Linked DNA regions of Ovis aries: region 1 is linked to region 2. Evidence: chromatin contacts called from public Hi-C data. All regions are on one chromosome and are shown on one strand. Each heading gives the region's core, a stretch centred on a gene start, on an enhancer-like site or on the middle of the called end of the contact. The rest is flanking DNA. Distances are from core to core; before and after follow the strand shown.

Region 1 (4,264 bases), core at 952-3,451, 310 kb before region 2:
GGACAGTCACACACCTGCTTTGACAGCAGCTCTTTGCACAAGGTGTAGAGTGTGATGAACTTCCTGGCCAGAAGGCGGGCCTCCAGAAAGCCCTCGGCCACCAGCATGATCTCACATATCAGTTCAAAGTCGGGGACCACCATGGCGCAGGGCCTGAGGGGTGCAGGGGGTCTGTCTTGGCTTCTCCCATCCTCCACCCCTGCCCCCACCTGCCCCTCAGGACCTCACCTTCCAGGAGGACCACAGCCTTACTGGCAGAGATTCTAGGTGCAGAGCAGCTTCCCAGACCCCCTCCCCTCCACTTGGCTCCCCTCACATCTTTACTGGTGCTCCCTTGCTCTGCACAGGGGTGTCTCCGGGCCCTGCCCCCTTTACTCAACTCCTCTGAGAGTCACCTGAGCCCTGTCTCTGCCCATCACCTTGTACCAATCGGCTGTGTGCATGCTCACTCTCTCAGTCGTGTCTGACTCTTTGTGACCCCATGGACTGTAGCCCATCAGACTCCTAAGTCCATAGGATTTCCCAGGCAAGAGTACTGGAGTGGGCTGCCATTTCCTTCTCCAGGGGATCTTCCCGACCCGTGGGCAGGTGATGCCTAAAACGGGACCTTCCTCTCCACCCCTTGGGAATCAGAGAGTGGGAAGACACCGTCTGCTCCTTACAGAGGTCCTGGCCAGCTAGCCCCTCTCACCCCGGCCTTGTTTCCCATCCCCGCCTCCCCAAGCCCCCTCTGGGTTGACCCAGCCCTCCACAGCCGCTCTCCTGGGCCTTGCCCCCGCCGCACACCTGAACAAGGCCTTTAAGTTCTCCGGCAGCTCCGTGCGCCCAGCATACCCCGGGTTCATGGTGATGAAGATGCCGACAGTGGGGATGAGACTTATCATTTCTCCCAGGAAATTAAACGTTTTCTTTTTGGCCCGAATCGCATCTTGGACACATTTTACCTAAAGGGTTGGTACATAGATGGGTTCATGCGGGAACAGCTAACTTCGATGGGCTGGACGGAGCTTCCTTTGCGCTAAGGCATGTGAGTGGCTGTGGATTTGCAGCTTTGGATTTTAAACTTCGATACAATTGTAGATTCACGTGCAGTTTTAAGAACAGAGAGGGGATCCCGTGGGTCCCTCCCCAGCGCCCCCCAGTGGTGACCGCGTTACAACATCACCACCAGGACAGCAACGTGGAGATGACCGACATTTCTGTGACCTCAGATGTAGTCGCCCTTGACAGCCACCCCCACCGCTCTGCCACCACAACCCCCGACTCCCTGCAACCGCTCATCTGCTCCCGTTTCTGTAAGGCTGTCTTCCATTAACCTTAGTAAGTAGGATGGTACAGTTTGCCATCTCAGACGGGCTTTGGTCACTCAGAGAGACGCCCTGGGGGTTCCTCCAGGTCGAGGCTAATCCTCGTTATGTGACGTTCCGCCCCTTAGCCGTTTTGTGTGTCTGTTCCTGCTCCGGCCGTGACCCGTGGGCGGGCTGATTGGTAGCCATCCCCACATCAGATACTCAGCATCGGGTGAAATCTTATTTCTGGGACCATTAGCTGCCTTTGACCCTTGGTGCCCGCTGAGCAGCTGCAAACCTCCAAGCCACCACTGGAGGGCGCCCTGTACCCACGGTTAAGACCCACTCCGAGTCTGGGGCTCCCAAGCAAAGCCCAGGACTTTCCTGCCAGACCGGTGTGCGGTGGTGTGTGCGGCTCACACCCCAACAGGGCGGGGCCTGGAGGTGGGACCCCGCCCCCCCAAACCACCACGTGGAGCCTCTCCTGATGTTCCATTCCAGTTCTTGCTCCTCTACTTCAGTTCAGAGCTCCGCATAATTTTCCTGGGGTCTGTGCACTGACTTTGGGGGTTGGGGGTCCCCAAGGCAGCGGTCAGCACTGCCAGAGAGTCCAGGGGGCACTGACTGCCCCCATCTTCCCTTTGCCTTGCTGGCCTCTGGTCCCAGGGCTTGGGGATAGTTCTATGTCTACATCAAGAGGGAAACAGCAGTGAAGGAGGCCAGCTACCCACACTCACCCCTAATCCTGCCAGCAAACCCATTCTATGGATTAGACAATGGAGTCATGGAGAGTTTAAATAGAGCCCAGAACTAGGCAGTCCTGCACTCCATCATGGGTATTCCCCAAATACCTGGGCACACTTCCTTTCTCCCAGCACTCTTATCTAATTGACAAGCTCCTATGCACACTTCAATGCCCAGCTCCACTGCGAACTGAAACAAAGCCGTCTGTCCTGGACCCTGGGCAAAACTGACTGTCCCCTCATCCGTATTCGGCGACAAGTGTGCCGCCGTGTCTGACCCTTCTGTGCGCCCCACCAGACTGTGGGCCTCCGAAGGACAAGGCTGGGGTCCCGCCCACCTCTGTGCCACAGCCGCACTCAGGCTGACCTGACCATACTGGGAACCTGACGAGCCCCGACGCGGGAGGGCAGCGAGTTCCCAAAGGTGACCCCGAGGTTGCACGGGGGCCCTACCTGTACAGCGATCACGGACAAGACCTCCACGGAGATCCGATTAAACTCGTCGAAGCAGCCCCAGGCTCCGGTCTGGGCCAGGCCCTTGTAGATATTTCCGCAGGACTAGAAAAGGTGACAGGGAGAAGTGAGCAGTGGAGAGTCCTGCCAGGAGCCTCCACTTGCCCTGTCAGCTCCTGCCCAGGCTGGGGGTCAGGCTCGGGAGCTTTGGGGCCCCTGGGAGGCTAGAGGCAGGTCGTCTACTCCCTGGAGGAGTCAACACTACATGGGGCTGGGTGCCAGGAAGAGCCCAGATCCTCCCTGAGCTGAGGGCTTTGCCTGGACTCAGATAAGGCCGTACGTGTAAAATTCACCCTGGCATTTTCCACTAGCACACAAGGAAGGGGCCTTCCCTCTAAGGTGGAGGAGACGGACTCAGGCCCTTGAAGGATAGACGGGGTGATTCTTCAGTGTTCATACACAAGATTCCTTCTAGGAGGATCCAACTTCAGATTTCACTTCTCTAAAACCCAGGAGGTTGGTGTGGGCCATGGCCTTGACAGTCAGGGGACTGCTGTCCCCACCCTCAGCCTCAAGATGGGGTCTCCTGGACTCTGGGGATCCCATGGGGTTGGGGCAGGGAGGCCCCAGGGGGCCACGCTCATGACCTCAGTGCCCCCAACCCTTCCCACCAGAGGCTGCTTTGACCTGACCTCCACGGTCTTCTTTCCTGGGCCCTTTAAGAACTGTGGCTGTGCCGCAAAGCCTCTGGGCCACCCCCTACCCCCTGCCCCCTTGAAGGCTCTCACTCTCTCTGGTGCTCCCAGTTGCTGGGACAAGCTTGGGATGTAGGTTGGGAAGGGTTGCCTCCCCAGTGGGGGAGGATGTTTGCAGGTGGGTCTTGTCCACCCTGGGATCCTCTACCAGACACATTGGTCATGCCCAAGAGGCCAGCCAGCAGTGCCACCCGCCCAGCGGTCACTTGGGGATTGTTGGCTGCGGCCTCCTGGGGGAGGGGACTCCAGGGTCCCCTGGACGTGGGGTGTCTACCTTGTAGTCCATCTGCTCAGAGCAGTTGAAGACGTAGACCATGGTGCCCAGGGCTCTGCCCAGGTCCTTGGTCGTCTCGGTCTTGCCGGTCCCAGCGGGGCCAGCAGGAGCTCCGCCCATGATCAGATGGAGGGACTGGGTCAAGGTTATGTAGCATCTGTAAGGGATGTTCAATCAGCCTGTGGGTGGCAACCCCAGGGCTGCCCGCTTTCTTTTACCGTGGGTCGGTGATGGCCCCTGAGCCCCAAGGTGGCACCAAAGAGGGCTCAAAGGGGCCAAGGAGGACTTGAGATGTCACCAAGGGGCGAACGCTGTCCTGCTGGAGCAGACGCTACGTGAGGCCCGAACCAGCCTCGGCACTGGGGGGTTGGGGGGGACGTTACGGTGCCCACCCAACGCAACAGCCGCAACACAGGCGCTGAGGACCTGGTGCCCGCCCAACGCAACAGCCGCAACACAGGCGCTGAGGACCTGGTCTGAGTGCTTTTTGGTGTTATATGATTCACTTGACCCTCGACAAGCTGCTGCGGATTTATAAAACATCGTCCCCATTTTACAGGCCCTCAGAAAGGCTAAGCAACACCCCTAAGGCCACACAGCCAGGGTCAGAATGAGGGAACAAGGTCTCGGCTCCAAGGCTGGGTGCCTGAAAGAAGGCAGAACTGAACCTGAACGCAGGTCCCCCAACCCAAACGCCCGCATCCGTCAGCCTCAGCAGGGGACATTTGGGTCTGACGGTGCAAGGACGTG
Region 2 (4,317 bases), core at 1,363-3,862:
GTGTCCAACTCTTTGCAACAAGTTGTCTCTGACTCTGAGACTCCGTGGACTGTAGCCTGCCAGGCTCCTCTGTCCATGGGATTCTCCAGGCAAGAATACTGGAGTGGGTTGCTATTCCCTTCTCCAGGGGATCCTCCCAACACAGGGGTTGAACCCAGGTCTCCTACATTGTGGGCAGATTCTTTACCATCTGAGCCACCAGGGAAGTCTGCAGTAGCTGAAGTCTTCCAGTAATTTCCGTAAGCTCAGAGAGATCAAGGGAAGCAGGGGGGCCACCTGGTGGCCGGTGGTTGGAGGTGGCTGCAGAGAGGATGTGGAGGGGAGGAAGGTGCCCAGCCTCTGGGCTCCTGCCCACCCCGACCTCCAGCCTCGAGTCTAGTCCATGCCCGTGGAGTTGGTCAGGTAGAAGGGACGGATGACGACTTGGAACCTGCTGAAGAGCCCTGCCGGGCAGGGGAAGAGGGAAGTGCTCCTGGAGCTGTTGGTACCCAGGGCACTGGGGATCAGGGCCTTCCAGCCCTTGAAGTCGATGACGTCTGCCACAAAGCTCCCCTCACAGTGCAGCAGGGCCCGGTTTTCATAGCCAATGGTGGGACTGGAGTAGCTGGACTTGGAGAGAGCCAGGAGTGGGGGGTCATCGGAGGAGCACGAGAACCCGTAGTTCCAGCAGCTCTGGAGGGTGGGGAGGTAGACTAAAGACCAGGAGACGGAACTGGCCTGGAAGAGGAAGCTGGGGTGCTGGGGCGTCTGGAAGGACCGGTAGGGGTTGTAACTGGAGCTCATCACAGACTCGCTCCAGGTGGGCGAGGTATAAAGCCGGGGCTGGTAGGCGTCCTCGGTGAGGTTCAGGCCCCAGTACTGAGCCAGCAGCTCGAAGGGCACGGTGTGGAACTCCAGGGCCTGTAGTATCTTCTTCTGGAGGAGCGCCTCGTGACTCCAGTACAGGGACAGGTTAAACTGCAGCGAGAAGAGGTCCCGGGGTGGCATCATGGGGAACCGCACCTTCTCCACCAAGCCCTCCACTTCCTTGTGGGAGGTGCTCCTCTCCCGGCTCCACTCGTCCACAGCCCGCAGCAGGACCAGCTCGCTGGGCACCACTAGTTCGGTCCTGGAGAGCAGGTCTTGGAGCAGGCCCGGGGGGACGCTCAGCCAGGCCTCGGCCTGCGTCAGGGCCCCGAAGTTCCAGGCCAGGAACTGCACGCAGATCTCCTCCAGCACGGGGTCCCGGGTGGCCAGGGCGTAGGCGTAGAGCTCCAGGGGTGTCCGGAAAGAGGGGTCCTGGGGGATGAGGATGGCAAAGAGGTGCCCGCAGTAGCTCTGCAGCTGCTCGGCCTGGTAGGCAGAGGCGAGCTTGTGCAAACACTTCACTGACGACAGAGACACATCGATCCTCCGGGAGTAGAGGTACCTGAGGGGAGACGAGGGCTGACGCCTGGCTACACCCCTTCTCCCGAAGGACGACAGGTGTGCCCCGGTGCAGGTGTCTGGCTGACTGCTGATCCCCGGGGTGCCAGCTATTTCAGGGGGCATTTGGAGCCCCCTGACTTATCTCCTGAGTCAACCCCCATTCCAAGCTATGTGGGCCGAGAGCCAAGTGCATAGGCAGCTGGGCGGACCCCAGACACCCTGAGGATGTTGCTTCGTCCTCACTGATGGGGACGGTCCCGCCACCTCCTCCATCATCACCGTCATCTTCATGGGCTGGGCCCCGACACCAGGACCCGCTGGCCATCCGGGGCTCTGCCCTTCCCTCTCCCCTGTCACACCCCTGGGCAGAACTCTTGATTTCCCCACTGGGTGCCCATGGGTGCCCCTCTGCCCCAGCACCTGTCTGGTGCCCCCATGACATGGGCATCATCATGGGTCACCTCCTGTCTGCCATCCCTGCCAGCTGTGAGCCCTGTGGGTGGCACCCAGTCTATGCCACCCACCGTGTAACTCAGTGTGCCACCAGGAGGCACTTTGCTCATGAAGACACGTGTGGAGGGAGCCTGCTGGGAGGGGAAACGCCAGGCAATGGCCCCTGCCGTCTCCTGGGAGATGGTGAATGGGGCCCTGCTTTGGAAAGAACCAAACTCTGTCCACCACTTCTCTCGAATGACGAGCCTTCCAGGGAGCCTCAGACTTGCTGGCTTCCCCATCACTTGAACACGGAGCCTCGGGTGCCCAGAAAGGAGCCGGGACCCCACAGAGTCCAGTGGCAGCAGCAAGGGTGGGCCGGTCCTCGTCCCACCTGCCGCTCTGCCCTGATGTGCTCAGTACATCCTGTGATTCTGTTGCTGAATGTGAACTCGAGAACCAAAATGGTCATCTGCACCACGTGGGGGCTGCCGGGCAGAGGGAAGGGGAGTGGGGGGTGGTGTAGGCAGTGAACCAGGGTCTCCAGAGACCCTCTAGGGCCTGGGTGGGGCTCATTGCTGCCTCTCTGCCTTAGAGGAGGGAGAGAGACAGAGAGAGAGGGAGGGAGCGAGAGACACAAAGATACAGGGCAACAGGAAGATAGAGATGGAGTGAGAGGCAGAAGGAGACAGGAAGGCAGAGAGAGACAGAGAGAGCAAGCTGGAGCACATGGCTAGACAGTCCAGAGAACCGCTGACTCTGACCGAGGGCGGTGACTGCCGAGAGGCTGGGACCAGGCACAGACGCATCACAGACCTCAGCCCTGCTGGGAGGGGCGCAGGACAGCGGCCAAGCTCTCATCCTCGGCTGAAAAGACGCCATTTAATCTTTTTAAACTGCCATTTGCTGTTTCCTCTTAAATGTCACTTTCGGCTAGCTACAACTTTGGGTCATGAGAGGGAACAGCTTTTCATACACTTGGTTCTCTCTTTAAGTTGATGCTCCCAGAACGCCAGTCCCTGGAAAGCCCGCCCGATGTGGTGACATAGAGACCCCCCAGCAGGATGGTCTGCAGGGGAAGGGGCCTCGGGGGCCACTCTCAACTGGGAGATGGGCTCCCAGCGTGGATGGCCCGCTGGTTAGACTGCCGCCTGGACGGTGCCACCTGGGAATTTTCTCCCCACTTTCTTCCGGCAGCAGACTTGGATTCCTGTTTCTTTAAAAAAAACTTTTGCAGGAGCAGATCAGTGAGGTGAAAAGAGGAAGAATGACTTTGATAGTTTTTTTGGGTGCTTATGACACCCGAGAGACAGGTGTGGTGTGCGTGTGTGTGTGTGTGTGTACGTGTGAGGGCTGACCCATTTCTCACAGTCCCTGTGGAAAGAATACATAAGAATGTGTGTGCAAAGGTGAGGACGTGTGGCTGTGAAAGTGAGTGTGCACACGTGTGGGTGTGTGAGCATGTGTGCGCACAAGTGAGAGAGCACGTATGTGGTTGCCCTCGCGTGTGTTCAGGTGAGCACAGCTGCGGTTGGTGTCGCGTCCCTCGTCCCTGGGGTTTTCCTTTGGCAGGGACGCTGCCCGGTCCCTGGGCCCGGCCCCGAGGCCACTCACCTGATGAAGTCCTTAACGGTGGGCACACACTCAGCATCCACCTCCATGGTGACCCTACTGCCCGGCTCCTTCCACAGGCCATGGGCCTCGGGGTTGGTGGACAGGATCAGCTTGTGGGCGCAGATGGCCAGCTCGTCCTCCTCACGCACCTTCACCCTGATGAACAGGTCACAGCCCTTCTGGCTCTCAAAGATCTGCTCTAGAGCCGCGGGGAGCTCGCCGGATAGGTCGAGGGTGTAGACACCTCTGGTTTCTATGGAGGGGGATGCATGTTAGGAGGGGCCCCGGCACTCGCTTCCTCTGTGACCCGAAAACACAGAGTTTTGCTCCCCGGAGTCAGATTCTTCCCTTAAACTGTGGATCCTGCCTTATCAGCTCAGAAAGGCTTCTGGGGAGATGAGGAAAGAACAGCCCTGGAACACAGGGTGCCGTCGCCCCCCGTGGCCCAGAGCCCCACCCCGTCAAACACCCCTATGTTGTAGCTCACCTGCCCCCCCAACATTCAGATGGCACATCTTGGGGGGATCTGGAGGGGCTGACTTCCAGAACTTGGGGTCCTATCCCAATCAGTCAGTCAATCAATCACCCAGATGTGACTGTCTAAAACCTGAACCTCCTGCCTCGTCTGGTCTGAAGAGTGTCCCACGGCAATGTGGTTTAGAGCTCTGGGGTCCTTGGCAGCCTCCTACAAGGGACTGAGGCCTAGAGAAGCTCCTGGAAGTTCCCAGCCTGGTTTGGAGGTGATGCACCCCCTTTCCCAGCAGAAACAGAAGGCTGCCGATTCAAGGGGTGAGCCTGCAGTGTGCAGACGTGGGGTGCACAGGCACCTCGCTTCGCTGTGCGTTGCCATGTTTCTCAGAAACT

What was found. Hi-C and Micro-C count contacts between places; a contact is called where the count stands out from the background.
Region 1: a Hi-C map of tail adipose tissue shows a contact between it and region 2, with 5 times the contacts expected there. The contact joins two enhancer-like sites. A contact is called at or near these places in 5 of 16 Hi-C or Micro-C datasets (hypothalamus, liver, muscle and 2 more).

What each region holds. Positions count from the first base shown.
Region 1 is chr11:53,072,443-53,076,706 of ARS-UI_Ramb_v3.0, reverse strand. DNAH17 (dynein axonemal heavy chain 17) reads right to left here. Exons shown (of 62, transcript XM_027974201.2): 17 at 3,515-3,671; 18 at 2,486-2,590; 19 at 787-944; 20 at 15-153. Among named protein-coding and RNA genes, the nearest start is that of DNAH17, 18 kb to the right of the region's middle. Within about 2 kb of position 2,201, at least 2 of the 54 cell types and tissues checked have an H3K27ac peak or open chromatin away from gene starts, as enhancers often do.
Region 2 is chr11:52,761,541-52,765,857 of ARS-UI_Ramb_v3.0, reverse strand. It overlaps LGALS3BP (galectin 3 binding protein), which reads right to left. Exons shown (of 5, transcript XM_060395828.1): 4 at 3,454-3,706; 5 at 1-1,408. The coding sequence ends at 376. Among named protein-coding and RNA genes, the nearest start is that of LGALS3BP, 7.7 kb to the right of the region's middle. Within about 2 kb of position 2,612, at least 11 of the 54 cell types and tissues checked have an H3K27ac peak or open chromatin away from gene starts, as enhancers often do.